Linked DNA regions of Sus scrofa: region 2 is linked to region 1. The links are chromatin contacts, called in public Hi-C maps. All regions are on one chromosome and are shown on one strand. The core of a region is the stretch at or near the end of the contact, and the rest is flanking DNA. Distances in the headings are between cores, read along the strand shown.

Region 1 (4,865 bases), core at 1,015-3,514:
CCTGGCCTTTCCTCGCTCACAGCCCACCTGGTCGCCCCGTCTGATTTCTCAATAAGTGTGGCTGATGATGGGAGACTATAGGGGGAAGACGAAAGGGCTGAGTAGAGGGTGAGGGAGGGGGAGTGCTGGGGAAGGGGGGTGCAGAGCAGGAACATTCTAGAATGCAGCCTTCCTAACTGGCACGTGGCTGCCAGCAGGGAAAACTGGCAAACCAGGAAGTGTGACAGTGGAACATGGCTCATGTGATCGTGGGTTCTGCACTCGGAAAGCTGTCCCTGCGGCGGGCAGAGTGGCAGGGGCCGGGGTGGCCAGCAGAGGCCTCCTGGAGCCCACACCCCCCAGGGCCCGGGGTCTGGTGAGGTCAGAATGGGCTTTGCCCCCAGCTCTGCAGAGCCCCCTCCTGGCCTTTCCGATCCTGGAAGGGCCCCTCTGTGAGCCGCAGCAGGAGCGCCAAGAGGTGTCTGATCGAGTGTTCTTTTGGATTTGTGTTTGTGTGTATGTGCAAAACACGTGCAGGTATTTTCAGCCTTTATTATCAAGATTTCGCACGTTCATAAAAGCGGAGCCAATGGTGCGATGACCCAGCTGCAGTGGACGTGAGCTGATGTGCGGTTTCCCACGTCCTGGATTTTGCCAGGTGCAGCCTGGGTGTCGCTGAACTTTTTGCCCTAGTCCCATGTTTCCTGTAATCTAGTACTTAGATCTGGAAACTTAATTGGCTTGTTTTTTGTTAAGAATTTTTACTTATTATTTCCATCAAGAGCCCATCATGTTCTGGGCCTCGTGAAGTATAACATATTTGAAAGTAGACCGTTGATGGAGTTCCCATCGTGGCTCCGTGGTAACAAGCCTGACTAGTATCCGTGAGGATGCGGGTTCGATCCCTGGCCTCGCATAGTGGGTTAAGGATCTGGCGTTGCCGTGAGCTGTGGTGTAGGTTGCAGGTGCGGCTCGGATCTGGTATTGCTGTGGCTCTGGTGTAGGCGGCAGCCACGGCTGTGATTCGACCCCTAGCCTGGGAACCTCCCTATGCCGCGTCTGTGTCTCTAAAAAGACAAAAAAAAAAAAAGCGAAAGCAGGCCAGTGTTATCATACATGGCTGGAAAAGGTGAAAACTCATTTACCCAAAAGACACTGACTGGAAAAGAAAGTGATTTATTCTGGAAGGGTTCTTAAGACAAGTTAGTTGAAGAATGAGGTTACGCATAAAGGAATATAACGACACGGCTGGTTGGTTGGCCTCCGGGAGTCAGAGGAGCCCAGATCTGGGGGCTGGTCTTCCTTCCCCGGCTCTCCGGGACAGGATGTCAATATTTGATCCTGCGCCGCGACAGCCACGGGAGGGGTGTGTTGGCGGGAATCGGGACCAGCTGTTTTGGGCTCCTGTTCTGCGGGGAGAATTCGCGCCGTGTGGGAAGGCTCTTCCAGCATCAGCGGGCGTTAGGAGAGGGGCTTCCAACCGCCGCCTTTGGTCCGGGGGTGGGGGGCTGGAGGGTGGAGGGTGGCAGACGGTGTGAAACTTCTGTGAGTTGGGAGCCCGTTGGCGGGTGTGAACACCAGTACGAGGCTCAGTCCAAGTGGTGGAGCCGAGCGGGGAGGCCCGCGGGGGCAGCTCAGGCACCGTCTTGACCCTGGCTGGCCGGGCCCTCGAGTGTTTTCACTCCGCCCTGCACGTTGGGAGAGCCCGTTTGTCTTCACTGACGTGACGCCCTGGAACACAGGCTTTATAGGCCCTTCCTCCCAGAGTCCTCGTTACTGTCATTCTTTTCTCCGGGTTGGCATCGCCTCCCTGGTGAGAGGGCTCCCTGGGGCGCTGTGGAAGCAGCACCGTGGACCCCCTGGGGGGCCCAGCCGGCCTCACGCGTGTAAACCGAGGGCCCGGTTCTGCACCGGCAGCTATCGAGGAGCCTCGCAGCAAAGCTGCTGGAGAATTTCCCCGCGAGATGCCAAAGTACGAAAGAGATCAGAAGGCAGAGCGTCCGCCCAAAAGCCCAGCTCCGGCCCTGCCGCCCGCAGAGTCTGAGGATCGGCCAGGCCGTAAAGATAAGCGCCGGGCCTCCCTCTTCTTGGAAAGGCTTATCAGTGGCTGGTGTGGGGAGAAGCCGCCTCCCGGGAAGACGCCCCTGTTGGCATCGTCCCCGTGGACTTTACCAGGGCCCGTGTCCCCAGGCTGGTGACGTCAGCCACCCTGTCCCCTTGGGAGGGGCCACGCAGGATCTTGCAGCCAGCAGGCCCCCGAGGGGCAGGGAGCCCTTGCGCGTTGGGCGCCAGCCGGGCCCTCCCCGGGCCCTCTGCACTTGAGATAGCTCGGGGAGACTTTCGCATTGTCACTGTGACCTCCAGGGCCCCCTCGCTGCCAGTTAATCATTACACGGGCAGGGCTCTGTTCCCCGGCTCTCGGCCTGTTTTTGCGGCCGCCGGGGTTTATTACTGGCCAAGGGGCCTTGGCGGGTGTTTGGATTGCGTGCTGATAGGCGGCCGTTTGGCTCCAGCTCGGCTCTCTCGGGATTGGATACAGGACACACTCTCCTCTAGGGAAACTGGGTCATCTCGGAGGCGGGGGAAGGTACCCCCCAGCCCCCAAGCCGCTGAGAGCCCCTGGCACTGATCTTCCCACGTGCCCTCCTGGAGAAAGCCTGAGATGAAGCTGGCGCAGGAAGAAACACCAGCGTTGGAAAGCCGAGAGCGGATGCGTCCCGGCTGTGCCCCTGGGGGGCGCTGCTCAGGGTCCAGGCGGCTGGGCGCGATAGGGCTTCCTGTTCTGAGACCCTCTCTTCCTCGGGGAACCCGCCTCCAGCCCTCTGTCTGTCCTCTGAGGAGTGAGGCGGCCGGAAGGTCGTGCATCTATTGCAAAAGCAAGTGGACTGTCCGCAGAGGCACCCGCGAGCTTTCCTGGTGACCATGTTAAGTCCTTGGTGGTTAAATAACGTCGGGGAGGGTCCCAGCCCTCCACCCTAACGGCTCCCCCAAAGGAATCAGGTGCCACAGGAATGCCTGGCGCTGCTCAGGTCACTCCTACAGAACCCGCCGCGTCCTCTCGCCCTCCGTGCCCGTCTCACCCGTCACCTCGTGCCCATGTGTTATGGGCACGCCGCCCATCTCTGCCCCCTGTCCTCGTCCGCTTCCCACTTCCTCCCTCACTGGCCGCCTCCTAGGTCTGCCGTCCGGCTGGCGGCCTCGTCAGGGCTGCCCCTCTTGCTCTCTGCTGGGAGGGCCTCCTCTCCGCAGGGCCCTCCGTCGTCGTGTCCACGAGCACCTGCCCGCGGCACTCGGGCCACCCTGCACTGCACGCCCTGTGCCCTTTGACCTAAGTGGACTGTGTGTTTTTCTGGAAGCTGGTGCCCAGCCTGGGGCTGGCTCCCCGTTCCTTTGCGTTGCTCCTGGGGGGCAAATACAGGCAGGTCACAGCGGTGACCCTGGGCTCTGAGCGGTCCTGGGCCACATCTGTGTTGGTGGGAAGTTGGGCTGGGGTGGGCTTGGTACGAGCACGGTACTGGAGGGGACTCGGGATTCAGAGCCGCGTCCTCGCTCCTGTGCGGGCTGCGGGGGCCTTTCTGCCCTCGTGCAGCCGGGGGGACGCTGGGGTTCCTCGCTCTCCAGCACTGTGAGGCGGGCAGAGGGGGTGCCGGCGACGGTAGCATCTTTCTCTGGGGAGGGGCTTGGACAGAGGCTCGACTGGGATTCCCTTCCTGTCCACCCCCGAGTTCTGGACGCAGAGCACAGGGTACCACTGCCAGGCGGGCACCTGGACCGCGTGTGGTCTTTGCCTAAACCGCCTCCGGTGTCCTCCCTCCTGGCCCTTATTTCTGAGTTTGTGAGACGGAGAATTTGTCACTGCAAACGAAGGCTGCTTCGTCCCTTTTATTACAAAGTTGACGGCGTTAGTTTCCTCTGTGATTTCTTTTATTACCCTCAATTTTTATTAATCCCGTGGCCACGGGTGATAACCATCTCGTAAAATAATAAGTGGGTGAAGTGTTGCTGGGAGGTCTGTTCTGATGAGTTAGATAACGGCGCTTTGCTCCGCAGAGTGAGGGGCGCTGGGCACAAGCGCGGGGGCTCGCCTGTGCGGCAGCATCGCCTCCGGTGCTTATGGTGATGGCCCGTTTCCTCGCCAGGCTCACCCGGAGCTCCCAGCAGGGAAGTCCTCTCTGACCATAAACCTCACAGCCGAGGGCCGGGGGAGATACGGCTGGTGGGCGAGAAGCAGAGGCAGCCCACCCACCGCCGCGCTGAGCATCCTGCGGGCGCATGGGCACGTTCAGTGAGGACCCGACCAATGGACAGACCCCTGGAGGCAGCCCCGAGGGGACAGCGCCTCCGGTCAGCTTAGCTCTCCCACCTGGGAAGCCCCCGATTTGCCTTAGGAGCCACCTCATCCCACCCCCTTTCTTTAGTGTCCTGCCTGCCCGCCCATCTGCCACGCCACGCCGGGTGGTCCTTCAGACGGAAGGAGAGCGAAGGCCACGTCTTGGGCCTGGGACAGCTCACCCTTCGTCCCAGCAGCCGGAGCACGAGCTGAATCCCTCTTGGTCCAGCGGCAGCCACTAAGCACAGGAGAGCCGCTGCCCTGCTGCCCCGGCTGGCCAGTCCCCACCTGGCTTTGGCGCCTGGGTGGTTGCGGGTTTGATTGGAAGAGGGACCCGGGAACACGAAAGGTGCTGGTGCAGGCGCGACCTTAGCTGCTTTGGCTGTCGCCGGGCCTCAGACAGGCCTCCAGGAAGGGCCCTCCACCAGGCTGCTCTTCTTGAAGCTTTAAAGTGCCCCCCGGGGCTCCCAGAGGGACGTGCTGCCTGTGGTTCTTTTCTCCTTCCTCTCACCCCCCCAGCCGCGCCCCAGCTAACTCTGAATATGCAAAGCGACGT
Region 2 (4,865 bases), core at 726-3,225, 810 kb before region 1:
AACTGCTTTGGCCAACACATCTTTTCAGCTCCTGGAAATCCAATAGGTATTAAAGTCCAAATTACCTAAAAGAGACCGAAAAGTCGTTGATGATTTTTTTGTGTGTGTGGTAAAATATACATAATGGGAGTTTCTGTCATGGTGCAGCGGAAACGAATCCGACTAGGATCCATGAGGATGCGAGTTCGATCCCTGGCTTCGCTCAGTGGGTTAAGGATCCAGCATTGCCATGAGCTGTGGTGTAGGTCGCAGACTCCGCTTGGATCTGTCATTGCTGTGGCTGTGATGTAGGCCGGCAGACGTAGCTCCGATTTGACCCCTGGCCTGGGAACCTCCATATGCCTTGAGTGCGGCCCTAAAAAGCAAAAAAGAAAAAAAAAAAGAAAAAAGAAGAAGAATCATAGCTTGTATGGTTAAACATAAATTATGAAACAATATATATAAATTAAGGAAATTATAGCTTTATTGATACGTAATTCATATACCACACAATTCACACGATTTATAGTGCACAAGTCAACCCTGTACCTTTTTGCTGGGATGAAAATTTCCTGCCCCTCTGACTAGCTTAAATTTCCTTCATTGGTTTGCCTGGGGGAGAGCCAGGCAGGATTAACTGAGCTCACCCCCCCACACACCCCGCCGGACCCCTGGTGCTTCTGTAGCGTGGGTCCCCAGATTCCATATTAGGAATTTGGGTGAGTTTGTGTGTGCGTGTGTGGATGCAGTTTCTATGCACACGACTCTTTAATACTTTGGCCGTTTGTGTCTTAAAAGTTCCTAGGTGAGCAGGCTGTTTGCACTTGCATTGTTGTCATAGATAAAACAGGCTGAAAGGGGGTCAGGCTCCCAGGCTCTGCCAGAAATGCAGGCACGTCTGCAGCGAGGCCCTTCCCACCACGTATCAGCATTTCCATGAGTGAAGGAGTTTCCGCTTGCAAATTCAGATGTCTATCTCTCTCCTGCTGCTTGCAGAGGGGCTGGGGGCTGAGGACTGCCAGGCTCCAAGCCCTGGCTGGGGCGCTTTTGGCGGGGGGGAGGGGCTTCCGAGTGCAGAGTAAGAGGAGGAGGTAAGGGTTGTGCAAGGTGGGTGGGGGGTCGAGGAGCAGTGGAGCCGGAACCCCTTCTCTCCGGACTCTCGGCTTCTGCTCTGGCTTCTGTTGCTGGCACCAGGGTGGGAACCAGGCTGGGAGCCAGGATGGAAGGCGCCCTCCTTCCAGAACGGGGGCCTCTTCTGAACTCTGATGGGGCGCAGCCAGCCCTGGGAGGGGCCGAGGCTGGGGCGCCACGGAGGGGAAGCGGAGGCAACGGACCCTGAGCCGTTTCCTGGGGCTTCAGGGAAAGCAGCAGGGACAAAAGGACTGTGGTGACCCTGGTGGCAGAAGGGAGAACAGAGCACGTTCTGTGGTTGGGCCATTGCACACACACCACAGAACCAGTGTTTTCACATTTCTACGGGAAGCATGTGATGTGCAAGAGTGAATCATATATAGGTTAATATATGTATATGGTTAACATATATACACATACGCCTCACCTGTCGGTGAAGGACGTGTGTATGTATATGTATATAAACATATAAATATTAAATATATATATGTATATACACACTTCACCACCAATTTCCCCCCTTGGAAAAGCAAATTTCATCACCTTCTTTTCTGTCTGTCCTTTAGTCGTGACCCTTTGGCCCAGGAAGCCAAAGGGTGACACCTGAGCTGGGAAACAACGAGGCTGTCCTCTCACTGAATTTGGATGCAGATGAAAGTGGAGTTAGCATGACTTTTGGAAATACATTTGCATTTTCAGCTCTACAGGGACCAGCAGCAATAGCTTTCATTTTAAATTCTGAGCCCTCCTTTTCTTTGTCTTTCTCTCCCACAGTGTTGCTGTTTTGAGCAGGCATAGCAGGTATTCGCGTGAGAAATTTAATCCACGTGGTCATCGGGTCAACTCCCCCCCCGTGTTTATTACACGCTTCCCGTGGGCACAGAACTCGGCACCCGGGACATAAGCAAACAAGACACACTGTCTCCAGGCTCATGGACTTTGCCGTGGCTGAGAGGTGATAACACAAATAAATACACACAATAAGCAAGGCGCTTTCAGACAGGGATAGATATATTCGGGAAGAAAATAACACATAAGGGTGTGTGGGCGACACAGGAGAAGGGGACAGAATGATTCTGGATGCCACATCTGGTGGAACAAGAGTCTATTAAGTCCTTGTGTTAAGCATGTGCAATACAGAGAAAGGGTAAAACACACTCTCTGTTTTCCACAGCAGCAGCAACAAGACGGGCCATCAAAGCAAGTGGGTTGACTCATGAGCTGTCTGGGTTATGGGGAAACATCCCTGGGATAACGATGACATAAAAATGTGAATCGCACCAGAAGTCTATCCGCCTTGAATGTCGAGAATAAAAACAGCCCCTGCTAGCTGAGATGGTTGGGGGCGGGGGGAGTTTGGTTGGATGTGTTTACCCTTTTGCAAGGTCTCTGCATCCTGGCTGAGACCTTAAGCCTGTGTTTGTTCATTGCACAAGGACTCAGGATCCGCTTCTCTCCCAGAGGCATTTAAAACATGCCAAGCTGCTGTTGCATCAAAAACAAGCCTGTGCGTTCAGCAAACAGCAGCTGGGGAGCAGAGCCGCCGCGCTCACCCAGAGGGGAGCCTCGACCCGCTGGAACGGCAGCCATGGACATTGAGAAGGTCAACTCCATGGACTTCGGAGAATTTGTGGACGTGTTTGGGAATGTCATCGAGAGATGTCCTCTGATCGCAGCGGCTGTTTGGTCCCAGCGCCCCTTCTCTGGCTTGGAAGATTTAGAGAAGCACTTTTTTGCCTTTATTGACGCTCTTCCACCGTCAGGTAAGGCTTCAGTGTCGGACACTGAGGTGGTCTACCGAGGGACCCCAGAGGGGCTTGTCCAAGTAGTGGGGAGAGGTCCCGTGGCTTTTTAAATTTTTAAAAAATATAAATTGTTAGACACTCTTTGAAGGTTACTTTCCATTGACAGTTGCTGCAAAACATTGGTGCTGCACAAAACATTTTCAAGCCTGTCCTATACCTAAAAGTGTGGCCCTCTCCCTCCCCGCCCCAGACCCCCCCCACCACCACCACCGGTTTGTTCTCTCTCTGTGAGTCTGCTGCTTTTTGGTTCTCAAAATACGCTTCGATGTTTCCTTTAGTGGCTGGTCGCTGGTGGATGTATTTCCTTCTTTGGGGGGTCAGTTCGGTAGCGGGGATCCGGCACTGGTGACGCCCAAAGGGGAATCAAAGAACACGGGTCGCTTGGCTCGGGCAAAGCGGCTGTTAAATATTAAAGCTGTGGGGTTACGAGGAAAGAGGAACAGGCGCGGTGTCCCGGGGCCTCACAGGCCAAAGGTCAGCGGGGGCCCCCCCAGCCGCGTGCGCTCCGGGAATGTTCTGAATGCAGGCGAGGAGCCAGCGCCGTATCACCGCATCTCAGGGCCCAGGGGAAAGAGCAACCGGCTGACATTCTTACCAGAAAGGGCCGGTTGGGACCAGACTGCTGCGCAGAGTAAACGCGCTCAGATCAGCAACTCCCCGCGGGGTGAGGCGGCAAGACAAAAATCTGCAGGAATCCCTCTGGAGCAGGAGAGGGACGGCGCTGAAATCCTTGGGCAGAGAGAGAAGGGGAGGCGCTTGTGGGTGGGGAGGGGAGGGGAGGGGGGTTGGGGTCAGGCCCAGCCCAGTGACTCAGAATGACACGCGGCCCCACGGGGGTTCAGAGGCCAAAGGTGAGCCGCCAAGGCTGCCTCCGGGGCAGGCAGGGCGCACGGTCTTTGCAGGAGCCTGGACGGGACGGACGGGCTGCCTTCACAGAGGGGGGCTCCCTTCACGGAGGGGATCTTGGGGAAGCGAGGTCTCCCTCCGAAGCCCAGCGCTTTGACCCCCGCCAGCCACGGTTTCCGGGGGTCGGAGGAGTTCTCCGGAATGGGGACCTCCTCTTAATTCCTTTTAGGCGCCTCCAGGGAGGGGGGAGGATGGGGGTAAAAATCAAGCTGTCAGGAAGGGGGGGGGCATGTGGACCGTCCCCCACCTCTCAGGGCTGAACCCTCAGACATCAGGGAACCTCTGTATCCCGGCCAGTGTGGGACGCCCACACCACTCCGTGGATACTGGGACTCGATAAAATGTTTGTTGAATGCATATATGAAATTATTCCGAAGAAGATTTTGAAAGATGATGCACCCTGGTGTTATCCCTTCACGCCACTCTTTAACTGGGGTGACTTTAGAGGCGGGTCCGTGGGACAAATGACTGGACCGAGTTTGGGCCACACAAAGGCTCGTTTGCTTTTCTGTGCTCGGTTCTCTGGAGGGATCTCCCTGCTGGTGGAGCCAGCTTCTCAGCCCTATGCTTCCCTCAGGCAGCTGGGAGCACAGCCTGTCTCTAATCGCCCGGGATCTAATCCTACTCATCCTCACGGCATTAGACAGGCGAAGCCAGCGATGGTAATAGCAGCCGCCCGAAGGATTTAACTCTTAGTAGTGCTGGGTTTCAAGCACTTGCCAAACACTTTGCATTTGTGAACTCAGTTAGTCCTTATCCTAATCCTAGAAAACAAGTAGTATCATTATTATCCCCATTTTACAGAGAAGAAAACTGAGGCATAGAGAGATTAAGTAACTTGATCAAGGACGCAGAGCTAGAAAGTGGCAAAACTGGGATTCAAACCCGGATGGCCAATCCAACAGCCTTTGAAGGCTTGTTCCAGAGACTCAAAAGCAACATCTAGAAATATTTCCTAGGGGTTTCATTTATTCATTCGCTATTCATTCAGTCGGCATTAATGTTTGTTTTTTTTAAATAAATAAGATTCCCTGCCATAGTCTA

Evidence for each region. Hi-C and Micro-C count contacts between places; a contact is called where the count stands out from the background.
Region 2: a Hi-C map of liver shows a contact between it and region 1, with 6 times the contacts expected there. The contact joins the promoter of URAD here to the enhancer-like site in region 1. A contact is called at or near these places in 12 of 47 Hi-C or Micro-C datasets (alveolar macrophages, embryonic fibroblasts, heart right ventricle and 7 more).

Annotation. Positions count from the first base shown.
Region 1 is chr11:4,551,875-4,556,739 of Sscrofa11.1, reverse strand. No RefSeq gene overlaps it. Among named protein-coding and RNA genes, the nearest start is that of GPR12, 130 kb to the right of the region's middle. Within about 2 kb of position 2,264, at least 19 of the 83 cell types and tissues checked have an H3K27ac peak or open chromatin away from gene starts, as enhancers often do. A contact at or near this core is called in liver, where this site is marked.
Region 2 is chr11:5,360,591-5,365,455 of Sscrofa11.1, reverse strand. URAD (putative 2-oxo-4-hydroxy-4-carboxy-5-ureidoimidazoline decarboxylase) reads left to right here and starts at 1,975. Exons shown (of 3, transcript XM_003357809.4): 1 at 1,975-2,065; 2 at 2,547-2,873. The coding sequence starts at 2,585.